Regions from separate parts of the Anser cygnoides genome. Here regions 2, 3 and 4 are each linked to region 1. A link is a contact called in public Hi-C data. All regions are on one chromosome and are shown on one strand. Each heading gives the region's core, a stretch centred on a gene start, on an enhancer-like site or on the middle of the called end of the contact. The rest is flanking DNA. Distances are from core to core; before and after follow the strand shown. Region 1 holds the start of EIF2B3 (eukaryotic translation initiation factor 2B subunit gamma). Region 2 holds the start of TESK2 (testis associated actin remodelling kinase 2). Region 3 holds the start of RPS8 (ribosomal protein S8). Region 4 holds the start of PLK3 (polo like kinase 3).

What was found. A called contact is a pair of places that touch in the nucleus more often than the background predicts.
Region 2: a Hi-C map of liver shows a contact between it and region 1, with 5 times the contacts expected there. The contact joins the promoter of TESK2 here to the promoter of EIF2B3 in region 1. A contact is called at or near these places in 2 of 7 Hi-C or Micro-C datasets (both in liver).
Region 3: a Hi-C map of liver shows a contact between it and region 1, with 4 times the contacts expected there. The contact joins the promoter of RPS8 here to the promoter of EIF2B3 in region 1. A contact is called at or near these places in 3 of 7 Hi-C or Micro-C datasets (all in liver).
Region 4: a Hi-C map of liver shows a contact between it and region 1, with 2.2 times the contacts expected there. The contact joins the promoter of PLK3 here to the promoter of EIF2B3 in region 1. A contact is called at or near these places in 2 of 7 Hi-C or Micro-C datasets (both in liver).

Annotation. Positions count from the first base shown.
Region 1 is chr8:23,521,510-23,525,579 of Taihu_goose_T2T_genome, reverse strand. EIF2B3 (eukaryotic translation initiation factor 2B subunit gamma) reads left to right here and starts at 1,904. Exons shown (of 12, transcript XM_048059023.2): 1 at 1,904-2,051; 2 at 2,262-2,410. The coding sequence starts at 2,263. It overlaps HECTD3 (HECT domain E3 ubiquitin protein ligase 3), which reads left to right. Exons shown (of 21, transcript XM_048058962.2): 16 at 1-97; 17 at 237-366; 18 at 577-651; 19 at 780-861; 20 at 938-1,009; 21 at 1,109-1,259. The coding sequence ends at 1,217.
Region 2 is chr8:23,741,144-23,745,213 of Taihu_goose_T2T_genome, reverse strand. TESK2 (testis associated actin remodelling kinase 2) reads left to right here and starts at 2,334. Exons shown (of 11, transcript XM_048058966.2): 1 at 2,334-2,547. It overlaps LOC136791353 (a long non-coding RNA gene), which reads left to right. Exons shown (of 2, transcript XR_010833153.1): 2 at 193-946.
Region 3 is chr8:23,361,599-23,365,668 of Taihu_goose_T2T_genome, reverse strand. It overlaps RPS8 (ribosomal protein S8), which reads right to left and starts at 1,819. Exons shown (of 6, transcript XM_067001315.1): 1 at 1,681-1,819; 2 at 838-944; 3 at 368-467. The coding sequence starts at 1,684. It overlaps LOC136791419 (U5 spliceosomal RNA), which reads left to right and starts at 2,053; the gene lies at 2,053-2,167. It overlaps LOC125182244 (small nucleolar RNA SNORD55/SNORD39), which reads right to left and starts at 1,095; the gene lies at 1,011-1,095. LOC125182247 (small nucleolar RNA SNORD46) reads right to left here and starts at 660; the gene lies at 557-660. It also overlaps KIF2C and LOC125182242.
Region 4 is chr8:23,378,545-23,382,614 of Taihu_goose_T2T_genome, reverse strand. It overlaps PLK3 (polo like kinase 3), which reads right to left and starts at 1,972. Exons shown (of 15, transcript XM_067001285.1): 1 at 1,706-1,972; 2 at 885-992; 3 at 686-802; 4 at 227-356; 5 at 55-142. The coding sequence starts at 1,879.

The DNA of each region.
Region 1 (4,070 bases), core at 655-3,154:
GATCCCCAACGGCAGCAGCACCGTGGTGCGCTTCGAGGACCGCAAGGACTTCATCCGCCTGGTGCAGAAGGCTCGACTGGAGGAGAGCAAGGAGCAGGTAGCGCCGTGTCCCCAGCCCGTGCAGCTGCAAGGAGACCCTGCGCTGGGCCCTCCGGATATCCTGTGGCTGGTGTGGTCTTTAGTGGTGGGTCAGTGGCTGCACAAGCGACCTGCCGTGGTGACGTGGTGCCCCTCAGGTGGCGGCCCTGCGGGCTGGGCTGCTCCGCGTGGTGCCGCAGCCCGTGCTGGACCTGCTCACCTGGCAGCAGCTGGAGAGGAAGGTCTGCGGGAACCCTGAGCTGACAGTGGACGATGTGAAGAAGTTCAGTAAGTGCCAGGGGTGGCGTGAGGCCCTCCTGGATAATGCTCGTCCTTCGCACGCATCCTGCGCTGTGCTGAGCAGCAGGGGCGAGCGGCTGCCCTGCAGCCTGGGGCCCCCTCCTGCCTTCACACGGGGCTGCACAGAGGGGTGCGTTGCGTCCCACGTTAATTTCCTTTGCTGGGAGCTCCTAACGAAGCGTTTATTCCTCACTGCAGTCACGTTTGAGGACTTGCAGTCCGACGACCCCCGCATCCGGATCTTCTTGGAGGCGCTCAGCAACTTCACCAGCGGTGAGCGACCGCGTGCCTTCCCCGCTCCTCACCCACCGGGCCAGGACCCACGGGGATGTCCCATCCCCTCGGAGCGTCCCGCCTGGGCTCTGGGGGTGACCCCAAACCTGTCCCCTGTCCTTCCCCAGAGGACCTCAGCCGCTTCCTCAAGTTCATCACGGGCCGCAGCCGCCTCCCGGTTCAGATCACCGTCCACCCAGACAAATCGGGGTGAGTCCGTCCGTCCTGCCCGGCCGTGTCCCCGCGGCGCAGGCGCCTGACCCGCCTCTCCTTTCTTTCTCCCAAGAACGCAGCAGCTGGACGTGATGCCCAAGGCCTCCACGTGCTCCTGCACCTTGTTCTTGCCCAACTACTCCTCGTGAGTGCAGCTGGGGACGGGGACGCTCGTCCTCCCTTCCATGAGGACGTGGGGGGGTCCGGTGCCCGTCCCCGACGTAACCCGGCGTCTCGCCTGCAGGGCCCGGGCCTGCGAGGAGCTGCTGCGCTACGCCGTGTACAACTGCATGTCCATCGACACCGACGAGCCCGTGGCACAGGACGTGTCCGTCGACTCCCCCGAGCTGTAGCGACGTTTCGTGGAATAAAAACACAACGAGGCTGTGCTCGTGTCTGGGGTGTGGAGAGCACGGTTTGTGCGGGGGGGGCTGCATGTCCTGTCCCCTCCCCGGGCCACCAGCTTCCCCCTGCAGCCTGGGTGTCCCCATGAACTGATGGGGGCATGCACGTGCGGCGTGTCCTCTGTCAGAGGGGTGCACCCTGCCCTGGTGCCCCCATCCCAAACGCAGTGCCATGCCTCTCCTCCGCACATGGGAAGGCAATGGGAAGGGTGGGGTGCTCAGCACCACCCCGTCTCAGCCCTGCACCCCCACCCTGTTATCCCAGGAGCCTGTGCCTTCAGCGGTTCCCCTGGTAAAGCACCTGGATGGTGGGATGAGCTTCCTGGGACGTGCCTGGCTGGGGATGCACCCCAAAAAGTGCCCCCATATAATGCACCCCATAGAGTACCCCCCCCGCGAGGCACCCTGCGATGCACCCCGCGAGCTGCTGCCCTGCAGTGCACCCTATAACCCCCCCTCATGCAGTGCACCCTATAACCCCCCCTCATGCAGTGCACCCTATAACCCCCCCCACGCCCCCTACCACCCCCCATGCCCCCTACACTCCCCCCCCCCACCAGGGGGCGCTGTCCCCTCGAGCCCCCCCCCCAGCAGATCGATGACTCGGCGCTCCGCAGCCTGCCCTCCTCCCGTCGGCGCTCCTCTCGCCTCCCTGGCGAGGCGGAGGGGGGGATCGATGCTCTCGGCGCTCCTCGAGCCGCTCGGCTGTCCGCGCGCATGCGCGCTGCGCGCCGGCGCCGCCATTGCGGTGCTGTCAGGGAGCCGGTGAGGAGCGGAGCGGAGGTAACGTACCGGTAACGGGCCGGTAACGTCATTTAACGTAACGCAACGTAACGTGACGTGACTTAACGCAACGTACCGGTGGTACCGGCGCCTCGCAGCGGGTTCTGGGGGGCGGGGGGGCTCGGTTGGGCCCGGCCCGGCCCGGTTGGGCCCGGTTCGGCCCGGTTGGGCCCGGCCCGGCCGTGACGCGGCCCCTCGGTGCCGTTGCAGGATGGAGTTCCAGGCCGTGCTGATGGCGGCGGGCGGCGGCTCCCGCATGACGGACCTGACGGCCAGCATCCCCAAGCCGCTGCTGCCCGTGGGCAACCGGCCCCTGCTGTGGTACCCGCTGAACCTCCTGGAGCGCGCCGGCTTCGAAGGTGAGGCGGGGTGCGGGGGAAGGGGGGCGGCGGGCTCACCCGTCCGGTGTCCTGCTGCTGCCAGCTGCCAGCCTCTCCTCGTTGTCACGCCTTGTCTTGTCGCTGCTCGTCAGGGCAGTGGCCTTATGGAGGCCTCCTCTCCGCAGCAGACCTAATTGTGACTGCTCCTCACCCATATCACATCCTTTACTTTTAACTCTAGGCCACATCCGTGCGTGCTCCCTTCCTGCTTCCCCCCTCACCAAGGGTTTTCTCATCTACGTGCTGTGCTTAAGTTTGGAGTCCTTCCGAGCGTTGTTAACCTGGAGTCTTTCTCTCGTCTCTTTCCCTGAGTTGTTAATAAAAATGGCATGAGAAGCGTGTCAGCTCTCTTGGGATGTCTCTCAGTTTGTTGTTCCAATGTGGCGTGAAGTTCAGGGTTATTTGTTCTGTTTGAGGCATTTAGTTCTTGTTGCAGCACGGCGCTGAGTGCTGGCCTTCAGACAGAGCCGGGCAGGGGGAGCTGGCAGGCTGGTAGTGCTGTTTTCTGGGCCTCATTTCACAAGAGAGCTCAAGCGATAAATTTTTGGTGAGGTTCTTTCGCATTATCTGTCATTAGATTTCTGTTTAGCTTTTCGGTGATGGCCCAAATCTTTCTGTAGTGTTCCCCATAACTCGTAAAACTTCCTGGTACCATTTGCATCTCCAGTTTTCACGCTTATATTTGTCCTTGCCTTTCTACTTTTGTTGTGTCTTCCGGGTGACTGTGCTGTTCTTCTGTGCTCTGTCTTGAGAAAGTGAATTCTTCTTCTAGCTGCTGCTCTTCTCTTTGAAGTTGTAGGGATCAGCTCGTGATTTACGTGTGTTGGCCTTTCCGTACGTCATACCATTTAGGGATGTATAGTTTGAGGTCATTTGTTAGTGATGTAAGACATTTCTCTCTCATCTCGCTGATTCGTGCCACTCGCACAGTCAGTGTTAAGAAACAAAGGGAAAAATAAATGTAAACCTATGCCTTCGTTTTGTGTCATTAAGAAATCCTTAAGAACTCTTCTATGCCCTGTGAAAATTTGGACATGCAAGGTTGTATATGCAGCTTCAGTAAGCAGTCAGACACCTTCTTGCTTTTCTCTTGCTTCTGTCCTCCGACCAAGCTGACACTTTTGTGCTAATACTCTGATGGCGTGAATCCTCTCTGAATCATAGCTTTTATTATCGTGTGATGTTTGGGTTCTTCCTGCTTGTTTATGTGAGTAAGTAGGTGTTCCACGGTCTGATTCGCTGCTTCCCCTTTGTCCCAACTGCAAGTGCTTCATCTTGGAATGAAGCCTGCATTTTCGTCTTTGTTTTGGAAAATATGCTTTCATGCCACCATTGATACACTTCAAATATGCTTTTACCTTTTTTTCTTTTTTAGGTGGAATGAGTTTGTTGTTCACAAACTACTCCACTCCCCTGCCAAGCTGCTGTTCGGCAATAGTTTAACTATTGCACTGTAATACTGTAGTTGGTGGTGTTGCCCACAGAGGATTATACAGGATGAGGCTGGGCAAAAGGCAAAGCTCTGAAACGCTGATGGTGTTAACACAGGGTCTCATTGGTGGCTTTTTGTAGGTCATACTGTTGAGGGATGTGCAGTTTGAGGCTGTTTGTTAATGATGGAAGACATTCCTCTTTCATC
Region 2 (4,070 bases), core at 1,085-3,584, 220 kb before region 1:
GCCCAGGGCAGGGGGAGGAGAGAGGAATACCTGCTCGGAGCTGAGCTTCCTGCCCTGTTCCCAGGCTGTGCGACCCTTCGATGCAAGAGAGAGGTGATTAGATCGAAGTACACCGCAACATCCGCAAGACTTTTCCTTTGATATGTCCCTTTGAAGTGTCTTTTAATACGACGTTCATTTTTCTCTCTCCAGGAAACAGAAGGAGACTAAAAAAGCCACCCATCTTCTCCAGATATTGAAGCTACGGATTTGTTGGGTATTTCTGCCAGCTGCAAGGAAGGACAGGGGGACTTTCTTAGACAAAGTTTCTGCTGTTGCTGTACATGCACATGTGGTCATCAGCAAAACCCATTCTTTTCCGCTTTCAAAACACAAGCGTTGCCTTTGAGATAAGGTGGTAGCAGTGTTCATAAGACTATCCCATCTCCCAGGCCTTCTCAAAACATGGATTGTTTGTGATATAAATCACAGGACCTCATGCAGTGTTATGCGTTTCCAGTTGCGATTTAACTTTACTGAATCACACTGGCATATATTAATGCTGCAACTTTGCGCCAGCCCATGAGATAAATGTTTATTTATTGCTTATTACCAATAAGACATTTGTAGACCGAAAGCAGAAGCAACTAGTATCTTGTCTGGAAAGCAGGAAAGAGATGAAATTTATGACAGGGAATTGGGGAAAGATGATTCACTTGCTTTAGTTCTGCGATTAGATCCCAAAAGGAGAAGTAATAAAAACCTGCCACCAGATGTCATCTTGCAGCTAACTAATAGCTTCCAACACAGCCAGGACTAGGGGCACAGGGAGATGAAACTGGAAGGCACTGATACTTAAACAGGGTGCAGAGCAGCAGGGACAGCTGCGCTCTGACTTAGAGAATGGCCAAGGAAACCGAGATATTTCGGCGTGTGCTGCGTGAAGTCTTTTCAACTGGCTTGGTCAAACCCCAGCAAAATGTAAAGAGCTGAAATTTAACTCTAAATAATAAGTCCTAAAAGATTGGTCTTACTGAAAAGCCCCATTCTGGAGCTCAGTTCTCCTGGAGTGTCAGAGAGCAGACTGACAGATCCGAGTAGTTCCACCTGTTCAGTCACAGATTAAAATATGATGGATATGCTAATCATTGTTTAATGGCTTAATTACAAAAGCTTCACTGCACCCTGTGCTTGAGCTGTCATTAGAATAGACATTTGCACATACTTGGTATTTAGCATTTGGGAGTGTGGGAAAATCACTGTTAGCAAGGGAAATCCAGGAGGAAAATGAAACAAATGATCAAAAAAAAAAAAAAGACTATCTTTTTTTCCACACAAAGCACTTTTAATCTGTTACCTGTGCAGAATTACTTTTATTTTTTTATTTTTTATTTTTTCAGTTAAACTTACAGAGAACATCTCACTGTAAATTTGGGTGGAAATTCTAAGACTAAATTCAGTCGGTAAAACGCAGATTAGGGATTTTATCCCAGCTGTAAGAGTAAAACTCTGTTCACTGTTATCTGTAGAACTGGTGCTGATGTTTCCAACACGAAAGTCCCCCGAGCGTGTTTTGGATCAAGCTGAAAAGCTTAGATACAAAATTAATGATGAAGGGTAATGAGAAAACAGGACATATTGCTAATATCGCAAGGTTGAGCACCGCGTTCTTGTCTGAGAACATTTTCGGTTATAATTCCTGCAGTTTGAATTGCTTGGGATTCGTTTTTTTGAATACAATACTCTACAACAGATGAACTTTTTTATTTATTTTTTATTTTTTGAGTTTCAGTAAAAATAGCTCAGATATTGCCAAGGATGAGGTCAGGGAAGAAAACATCAGTTTGGGTTAAACGCCGGGGCAGGAGGAGGCCGTGAGGCGCCAGGGCAATGGAAACCCCCCCTGCCCCGTGCCCAGGCCGCGGGGCCTCCATGAGCACCTGGGCCCGCTGACAGCTTCACGCCCACCGCTGCCTATAAACACGCGGGGATTGGCTCTCCTGCCCGTCCGTCAGAACGTGCGCCGCGCTCTTACTGGCTAACTCTCTTATTTATAACCCGCCCTCAAAGGCTGGCCAATGAGAGTGAGGCGCCCCTAGCAACGCCCCTCTCTCTTTCCTGCCGCTGGCTCCCGCTATCGTCCTGGGAGTTGTCATCCCTGCTCCCGTTGGCCGAGCTGCCTGCTTCTCAAGCTCCCCTCAGCCAATTAGAAAAGGGCACTCACGTGGATTACCTGCGAACCCCTCCGCGCCTGCCTTCCCCTCCTCCATTGGCCGCACCCCGCCGTCCATCAACCCTCTCCGGACTCCGATTGGTTACGCGGGAGGGCGGTGGGTGTCGGGGTGCCGCCCCGGCTCTGGGGGCGGCTCAGTGGCGGTGGCGGTGGCGGCGGAGGCGGACGCAGAGGGAGGAGCCGCGACGCTCCCTGGCCCCCGGGTCCCGCAGCCGGGCTCGCTCCTCACATGGGGCCCCCTCGCCTCCCCTCGGCGGGCCGCTGAGGAGCCGGGCAGGCCGCCATGACAGCCCCCGTCGGCCGCAGGCCCCGCTGGCGCCGCCGCCGCTGCTCAGGTAACGGCCGGGGGCGGCCCCGCAGCTCCGCGGGGGGTGCCTGGGCAGGGTGGCGGCGGGGGAGGCCTGGCTCCGGGGCGCTGCCCCGTGAGGAGGCGTGAGAGGAGGCTGAGGGTTGGGGGGGAGCTGCCCGGGGGCCTGCAGGGTCCGGGTGGGTCGCCGCGTTGAGGGGGGAGCTGCCCTGCTCTGAGGTGGGGGGCTCGCCCCTGGGGTCCCCTGACAGGAGGTGCCTGGGGAGCTGGAAGCTGAGCCTTCGGGAGCACCGCGCTGAGTTCTAGTCACGTTTATGGCCTCCTAAAAACCCTTACAGCTGATGTCGAGGCTGGCTTTTGGGCAGCCTTCGTGCTCCAGATGAAATAATTTCTTCAAAACTAACCTTCTAGTAGGGATCGGAGGCGTAGGGTGTCTTCGTGGGCTGCAAAATCACCAGATGCACAGTTCCACGGGGTTAGTGAGGCGGTGGAATTTACAGCCGAAGATAAGGTGTTTTACGAGGAGCTCTGATATGCCCAGTGGGTTAGTCGTAAGGGTTTCTATTTAGTCATCAACTCTGGAAATTATTGTTGCATGCTGCGTTCTGACAGGCCAATAAAAGTGTCATTTTTGGACTTGTGCAGGACTGCACTGTGCAGCTGTAGACACGGCTGTGTTACTTTGTTGTCCATTTTGTTTTGTTTTCACATAAAACTTGTACACAGAGCACGATTAGCTAGAACTGAAAGTACCTGGGTGTGCTCCTGTACCTGCTGCCAAGTGTCTGCCCTCCTGCGTTGGGTTTTCTGTTTTTATTCCCCCCCTCGCTTAGATCTTTCCCGCTCTTCTGTTAGGATGAACAGCTGGCGGTGGGAGCGGAGCAGAAGACAGGGACAGGCTGTGGAAGGAGAAAACTGGTGCAAATGCAGTGTTCTGGTGGTGTGGGCCTGTTGTAACCGAGCTGTACCCTCCACGTTCGTACGTGTGCTTTTGCCATTGTGATTCTTTATGCAAGTGACTTTGCAAACGCATGAAAGAAATGCAGGGCTAAGGGAGAGGGATGTTGCTTCTGTGCCTGCTGCAGGAAAGAGTGAAGCTTGTGGTTCCCTCGCGTCATAGGTTTCCTTTTTTTCCTGTAGCCAAAAACCATGCATTTGCACAATGGCAACGCTTCTTATTTTATCCTTGTAGCGTGGTATCTTGCAGCCTGGTACAAAAAAAGTGCTCTTCTAGGCAAGATCGAAAATGATCAACATTTATAATTATTATTTTTTTTTTAGCCATTTTCCTCCTTATTAGCTCCTTAGTGTATTCATTTCATGTTGTGTATTTATCAGTAAGTACATCTGATAATCAGCCGCTGTGTCCTGGTGGCTCCATCTGTTGTCTGCTGCCAAGTCCTCTTTTTGACTTAGTTAGTAAGCTTCTTTTCATATGGCCCTGTCACTTTTTCTTAAGTTGAACACATTTCTGGTAGTGGCTAGGCCACTTTTTTATGTGGTTGTCCCCTCGCCTGCACTGGAGAGCTGTGACAGCGTTTGCAACCAGCA
Region 3 (4,070 bases), core at 570-3,069, 160 kb after region 1:
CAGCAGATGTTCATCAATGAACTGGGCAGCACGTGAGTTGCATTTGTGAAGACCTAACCTGCAGGTAGTTTGCGTTTTCCCCCCTCTGTAGCCCCCCAAAGCCCAGCAGGGAGGCGATACGAGCGTGTCTCTCAGGGTAACTATGACACTCCAATCACTGTGAGCCCAGCAGACATTCAAGTCTCCTAAGGCCACGTAAGGTCAAAGTTATCATCACCACGCAGCCAGCCTCAGGTCCACTTCTGCCAAGTTCAGTGTGTCCGAAATCAGCCTAGAAAGCTGTGCACCACCCCTCTACTCTGTAGCTGTATTGGAGATCAACGTGTGTGGAAGGTTTCTGAACGCATCAGGGTTATAACGTACTTACATTCGGATCCCCAGGAGAAGTTGCCGACATCCAGGCGAAGGGCACGGTATTTCTTGTTGCCACCACGAACCCTCACTGTGTGAATTCGGCGCGGACCGATCTACATCGGAAACAAACCCCAGTGAGGTTGGCGCTGGCATGCTGCACGGCACGCACACAGGAGCCCAGCCGAACTCCGAACCCAAGGCAATGTGGTCAGTGTAACTATGACAAACCCCAGCATCGGCAGATGCAGAAAGCGACCAAAACGGTCTGTTGCATCCGCCTAAGGTGAGAATTTCATCACTCCAATTGCCTCTTACTGCAAAAACCTATCACTGCTTCCCACAGGCATAAAGAAAAAAGCCATCTTTTATAAAAGCAGTGACAGATATCTAATCACTCACAATGTATTTTTAAGCCTCTGGAAGCACACAATCATCAAATCGAATTTGAAAAAAATCACTGACTATCCTCCCCAAGCCACCCACCTTAGTGTTGGCTGGCGGCCGCCCCAACTCATACTTCCTCTTCTTGTGGTAGGGCTTCCTCTTGCCCCCAGTCTTGCGACGCTTATGCCAGTTGTCCCTGGAGATACCTGAATGGAGAGCAGCGCGGTCAGAAGATGGCATGGATCCCACCTGGCCATGGCTGGGCGAGGGTCTGAGTCCTCAGCTCTCCAAGGTTGGTATCCGCACAGTGCACTCAGCCTTATGCAGCAGTTAGAGATGCTTCATCATTGAAACTCAGAGCCTCCTCGACCTCCTCTCCCCCAGCACATCTGGGGAAGGCAGCCTCCCTCCCTCCCTCCCTCCCGCAGCTCTGCAGGGACCACCCCAGCCCTCTGCAGGAAGCAACCTCATGAATTAGCTTACAGGACCCTACAGGAAGGGCCCGCCTCACGCTGCTAAGCCCCCTGTAACACGTACCTTATGCTATGCGCTGGATCTTGCAGCTCCTTAGGAATGGATCCCCTCCCCACCTGACTGACGGGCCCTATGGGGTACACCCCCACTCAACCCTCCCTTCTCCAACTGAGCCCCCAAAAGGCGCTGCCTCCTGGGTAACGAGCCCCCCCATCACCCCCCCCCTTCATCCGCAGGGCCCCCTACAGCAGCCTCCCTGTCCCCCCCCCCCGCCGCCATGTTGGGCCCGGCCTCCCTCCCCTCCTCCCCCCGCCAGCCGCTCGGCGCTGCGGCAGCCGCCCCCGATGGCGGTCAGCGGGGCCCGGCGGCACCCCCGGCTGCCCCCCGGGACGGATGGCTGCAGGCGGCGGCAGCGCGGCGGGCAGATGGCGGCGGATGGCGGTCGGGCCTGGTGGCAGCCCCACTCACCCATGGTGCGGCCCTGGCGCAAAGAGGCGGCGCGGAGGCTCACGGGGCGGTTTGGCGCAGCGAGCTCTCGCGAGAGGCAGTGACGTCATCGCGCCGCGGCCGTGTGCTGTTGCTAGGCGACGCGGCGGTGGTGACGGCGGAGGCCAGAGGGCTGATTTGCATACCCATGGTGCACCGCGCGGCGCCGCCCGGTTCTGCCGGCTCCGGTGTCGTTTCCGCCGCTCTCGCGGGGTCGCTCGGGGCCGGGAGCGGGGCTGAGAGGTGGGGAAAGGGTGGAGGGAGCGAGACCGGGGGGAGACGGGAGAACGGTTTATCGCCGTGAGCTAGAGAGCGGCGGGCGGTGCTGGGGTCGGGCCTGGGAGAGCGATAATTATACTCTGGTTTCTCTTCAGATCGTATAAATCTTTCGCCTTTTACTAAAGATTTCCGTGGAGAGGAACAAGCACGAGTGTCGTGGAATTTTTTGAGGCTCTGCTTCGGCAGAGCTGCCCTTACTTGGTCAAAAACAGACAAAATAACGTTTTTCTTCGCACGTTTAGGGAAGCGCACCACCCCAAGTCGTGTTGAACTGCACCGCTATGGCCTCCGCCCATCTACCCAACCTGCCCAGGTCCCTCTGCAGGGCCCTCCTGCCCTCCAACACCTCCCCCCAAAGCCTTCCTACCCCCCGTCAGATCGACGCTGCTGTGAGAGGCAGAGCTGCGTTTCTGCAACAGAAGGTGGTTTTGCAGTGGAAAATCCCCCTAACCTGGCGTATTCAAAAGTGACTGTAGGGCATAGCAGTTGGGAGTATGCTAAGCAGATAAGGGGAAGGTCCTGCTGTCCCAAAATGAGGGGGATGGCTGAGGAAAACAGGACGAGCAGTGTGAAATCAGTAGAAACAAAAATCAAGGGCCCTTTAGTCACGAGAGAAGAGGGGAAAAAAAAAAAAGAAAAGAAAAGGAGAAAAGAAAAGAAAAGAAAAGAAAAGAAAAGAAAAGAAAAGAAAAGAAAAGAAAAGAAAAGAAAAGAAAAGAAAAGAAAAGAAAAGAAAAGAAGGAGAAATTAACGGTTGGTCAAATAAAATTGTACATGTATTGTATAGAAGCGCGTCGAGTAGGTTGTGAACCTGTAGCGCTCAGCGCATGAGGAAACAGGGAGGAATCAGGTGTCGGGTAACGGGGAGTACGAGGTTATGGTAAACTTTTACTGTGCGCTCATCCCTGCAGGACGCCCGCCATTGCAACCACGAATAAAATATCTCCGCAGAGGGTCCTGCCTGAAGAAAATCACTGAGAGTCTCCTCTCGCTTCCCCCCAGCTTGGTGCCTTACCGCGGTGCGCCCAGCCCCTCACCCCAGCCCCCAGCACCGCCCCCGGGCAGCGCCGTGCTGGCGGTACCCGGCACTCGCGGCCCCGCCCCCAGGCCCTGCTCATTTGCATACCCGTGGTGCACCGCGCGGCGCCGCCCGCTTCCCGCCCGCTCCGGTCCCGTTTCCGCAGCTCCCGCGGGGCCGCTCGGGGCCGGGAGCGGGACCGGAGGGCGGGGAGGGGATGGGGGGAGCGGGGTCGGGGGGAGGCGGGGCGGGGCGGGCGGCGCCGTGAGCTGGGGGGCGGCGGGCGGCGCTGGGGTCGGGCCGGGGGGTTTAGTCGTTATACTCTGGTTTCTCTTCAGATCGTATAAATCTTTCGCCTTTTACTAAAGATTTCCGTGGAGAGGAACAAGCACGAGTGTCGTGGAATTTTTCGAGGCTCTGCTTCGGCAGAGCTGCCCTTACTTGGTCAAAAACAGATTTAAAAAAACACTTTTTAGCCCAAATTAATCGTACCCTTCTCGCTTCCCGAACTCGCTCGGCTTCCGCTTACACTTCCGCAGCTCGTCCCTGCGCTACAGAGGGCTCACTGCGCACGCGCAGATCCCCCCCCACCCGCCGCTGCCGAACTACACCTCCCGTCGTGCCCTGCCGCGCGCGGAGCACGCTGGGAATTGTAGTCCCGCGGCACGCCGCCTCCCGGTAGGCCCCGCGGCACGCCGGGCGCGCGGCGTTTAAATCGGCGGCGGTTGGGCGGGCCTGCCTCTCGCTGTCCTCACCGCCAGCACCATGGACCCCCGGCTGTACCGGCACGTCTGCCCCGGCCGCGTCGTCAATATCCAGCGCAGCAACGGTGCGGGGGGGGGGGGGGGGGGTGAGCGGGGGGGTGTGAGGGGGGTGACCGTGGGGTGACCGTGGGGGTGACCGTGCTCTCTTCCAGGCCTGATCCACAAGGCGACGGTGAGGACGGTGAACGTGGAGAGGTCCCTGGTGTCGGTGGAGTGGTCCGAGGGGGGCACCGTCAAGGGCAAGGAGGTGAGGCCGGGCCCCGCGTTGCTGCGTGGGGTTTCTCGTTCTTTACCTCAAAAACGTCCCCGTG
Region 4 (4,070 bases), core at 723-3,222, 140 kb after region 1:
CCTGCAGCTGGGGCAGGAATTACTACAAGGAGATAAAGGGAAGCTCAGACTTACTTTTTCTTCTGGTCAGAGGCGTCCTGGCAAGCAGCTAGACCGAAGTCCCCCACTTTCAGCTCCATGTTTTCGTTGATGAAGAAGTTGCCTGCAAGACGACGGTGACATGTCACCCCCCGTCCCTTTGGCTCGCTGCTCCCCGCGTGGCTCCGTCCCCAAACGTGACACTCACCCAGCTTGAGGTCCCGGTGCAGGATGCCCTTGAGGTGGAGGTATTTCAAGCCAGAGATGATTTGTTTGAGGTAATAGCGCACTTCAGGCTCCAGCAGGGTATGGCGGGCCTTCCAGATGTGGGCCAGCGACTGCAGAGGGAGAGAAGGCAGCTCAGTGACGGCAGGCAGGGAGGGCAGGCAGCCGTGCTGACTAAGCAAGGGGCCAGCAGGGTCAGAGCCAGTTCTTCCAGGAGTTGCACAAACAATTGTCCTGCCACGGCCAGGAGCTCAGCAGGCTCCCTGCTCAGCACAACCAGGGGAACCACTGGGCTTTTGGTGGTGGCGCTGGGGGCTACGGGCTGCCACCACGAGCAGGCTGCTTATGGAGGACGTGAAACCCACAGTGTCCCCAGCACCATGCAAAACCAGCACCCCGGACAAAGCATCCACTGCTCCGCTCGGGGACACGGAGCCCTCACCTTCCGGCTGCAGTGCTCCAGGAAGATGTAGATGTTCTCCGCGTCCTCAAAGTGGTGGGAGAACTTGACGATGTGCTTGTGGTGCAAGTCGCGGTGCAGCTCGATCTCGTTGGTGATCTGAAAGGACGCAGAGGCCGCGGGTGAGCGCAGGGTGCCCGCTGGAACCCGAGCGCCCCCCATAAGCTCCCCCGGCACCTACCTTCTCCCGCTGGTGGGGTTTAGCCACCCGGCTGTGAGGAATGACCTTCACAGCGTAGGTTTTGTTGCTGGAGAGGTCCGTCATTTCGTAGCATCGTGCGAAGCCGCCCTGCAAGGGGAGAAGAGGTGGTTGGGGACGGTGACAGACAGCTCTCCGCCCCTGCCGGCTCCTCGCAGCGCAGCCCAGGGAGCGTCACACGCCGCCGGCTGCTGCGTCGCCCGCTGAGATCTGAACCACGATGCTCTCGAGCCGGGATTTTCTTCACCCAGTTCTTGTAAAGCCTCCCGGGCGTTTTTCCTCCCACCACTACTGGACCCAGGCATCTTTCCAGATGACAGATCGCCCGGAAAGCCCTGCGCAGGGCAGGGGGACCGGAGGCCACCGAAAGGCAGCGCGCGATGGAGACAGGTTTTTCCTGCCGTGATGTCAGCCTCGAATCTGCACACTCAGCTGCCGAGCCCGCCCGGGCCGGGCTGGGAACAAGCAGCCTCCTCCTACACAGCGCTCGCAGCGGGAGGAAAAGTTGCGTGTGCCGCAGCCCGAGCGGCCGGGCCGGCACCCCTGGGAACCGGGGCAGCCGCCGGCCCACGCACACCCCGCGGGGCGCCCCGAAACCGATCGCGCCTCCGATAAGGCGGCGGGGCCGGGAGCCAGCCCGGCTGATTCACGGCTCCCGGCCCGGTACAAGGGGCGCGGGGGGGGGGGGTCGAGGGGGGCGGCGGCAGCAGCAAGGCCCCCAGCCCCCCTCCCAGCTCCCACCCCTACGGAAGCAGGGGGCTCCCCGCGCATCCTGCTGCCGCCCCCCCGTTGTCCCCCGGTACCTTCCCGAGCAGGCGGCCCTTGCAGTAGGAGCGACCGGAGAGCGGGTCGGTGATGAGCCGGGTGGTCTCGGCTGCCCGGCTGGGCGGCGGCGGCGGGGAGGGCGCGGGCTGGGCGGGCAGGCGGGCGGTGGTGGTGGCGGCGGGGAACAGGGGAAAAAGGCCGGCGTGCTCCATGGCGGCTGCGGGCACGGCCCCGGTCCGGCCCCGGTCCGGCCCCGGTGCTGCTCCTGCGGCTCCTCCGCCACCGGCGGCCCCGCGCACGTGGCCCCGCCGCCGCCCCCCGACTTGGCGCTGGCGCGCCGGGGATCCCGCCGGTTTTATCAATGGGCGCGCTGACGTCACCCGCGGGGCCACGCCCCCCTCCGGGCGGCCCCGCCGCGCTCTTAAAGGCGCAGCAGGACGGAAAGGGGGGGGTGGGGGAGGGGAGGGGGGCGGTGGGGGTCGTGTGAGGGCAGCCGGCCGCTGTCACCCTTCTGTAGAGGTTTGGGGGAAGGAGCCAGCCCCGCCCCTACGCGGGGGGGTCGGTAGATTCACACCCGCCCCAGATGTGCCCCCCCCCCCAGGCCCAGAGACCCCCACGGACAGGCTCCCCTCCAGGCACACGACCCCCATAGACACAGGGATCCCCCCCCCGAGACTCAGAGACCCCCACGGGCACGCAGAGACCCCTCCTCAGCTCCCTTCCGTCCCTCCCGAGACCTGCAGACCCCCCTCCCCACGCACATCTAGGGGGGATTTTGAAGCCCACCTGTACGCTGCAGACCCTGACCCCCACACACCCACCCTGGATGCAGCCAGGCGCCCCCCCAAAGCCCCCACTCTGTCCCAGTGGGGTCCCAGCCCACCCCAGGTGGGGCACTGGGGACATGGGGGGGCAGTGGAAGATGCAGGCGGGCTGCCTGGCCACGCTGTCCCCTGGGTCTGTGCCTTTGTGCCACGCTTTGCTGGGTCTGGCCGTGCTGGCCCCGATGTGCAGTGGTGCCCGGAGGGTACAGTGGTGTCCGCAGGGCGCTGAGCCACCGCGGTGCTGCTCTCTAATGGCCACGGGGAAGACACGTCTCAGTGTCACCCAAAATAGGCCGCGGATGGATGGATGTAGGGCAGCAGGACTGGCCAGAAAACCACGGCACCCCGCTCTCCCGGATCAGCAGCGTTGCAAAAGCCCCTCGAAAGCAGATCCTGCTGCCCTTCAGGGTAGCGGGACCACGTGCAAGTCCCTCGCTCTGTGCCAATTTCCCCTCTGCTCCCCCGAGGCAGCTCAGAGCTCTGCTCACTGATGCTCGATGTGCTCCTGAACACGCCGAGGGTTTCGCGTGAGCACCCCTGGCCAACCGGCCCCGCATTTCGCAGCACACCCCCTCTCGTCCTCCGGGATGAGAACTGAATAAACCTGCCCGGAGGGAGAGATGAAAGGATCCGGCCCTGTTTACTTCCCTCTTGGCTTTCAACCTTTCACGGAGGAAGCGTGTGCAAACGCTCTGCCCGGCAGCACACCCGGGTTCCCCCTTCGGGGAAAGCTGCCGGTTTCCACCAGGGCCCCAGGGCTCCCCTGGGCACGGGTGGCGTCACGGTGCACCTCTGCCTTTCCGACGGAGGCCCCGGCTCGGGGCTCCCCGGGCAGAGCTGAGTCAGCTTCTGGAGGCAGCGTGGGGGTGGAGGTACCCAAGGGTGCAGGGAGGCCCCAGGGGGTGCTGGGGGCAGCGGGACAACCTGCAGGGGCTTGTCCTGGGGCCTCCTGCTGGGAGCCACCAGCTCTGCTGCTCGCTGCTGGCTCCTGGCTCAGTTTGGGCTAAGGTGGGTGTCCACATCCCCCCCCCCGGGGCTGGGGCACCTCACCGAGAGGGATGGAGCCCGGGAGCTGCTCCCCCCCACCTGCTGCTCAGCCCTGCTGTGATGCACGAGAGCATCAGAGCATCGCAGACGGGCGTTTGCCCACGCACCGAGCTCGGGCGGGTAGGAGGAGAGCGCGGTGTAAAGTCAGCAGCCTGCCGAGCCTGCAGAAGGGGAGGCTCTGGGGTGATCCCACTGCTTGCCTGCGCCTAACGGGCTGGAGCTACGAGGAGAAGGGAGCTGCAAGGAGAAGGGAGCTGCAAGGAGAACGCAAGAGCTGCACCTCTTTGGGGAGGCGCCCAGCGGAACGAGGACAGGCACCCGCTGCAAGTTGCATCGAGGAAAATTCCACCTAGATGTCAGGAAATGTTTTTTTTTCCCCTCGAGCGTGGTGAAATGCTGCAGAAGCCCGGAGAGGCTGTGGGACCTGTGTCCTCCATGAAATTCAGACCCAGCCTGGTCCCCCCGTGACCCCCCCCGGTGCTGCTCAGCGGCAGCAGGAGCAGGGAAGCCAAACCCGGCTCTCTCGGCAGCT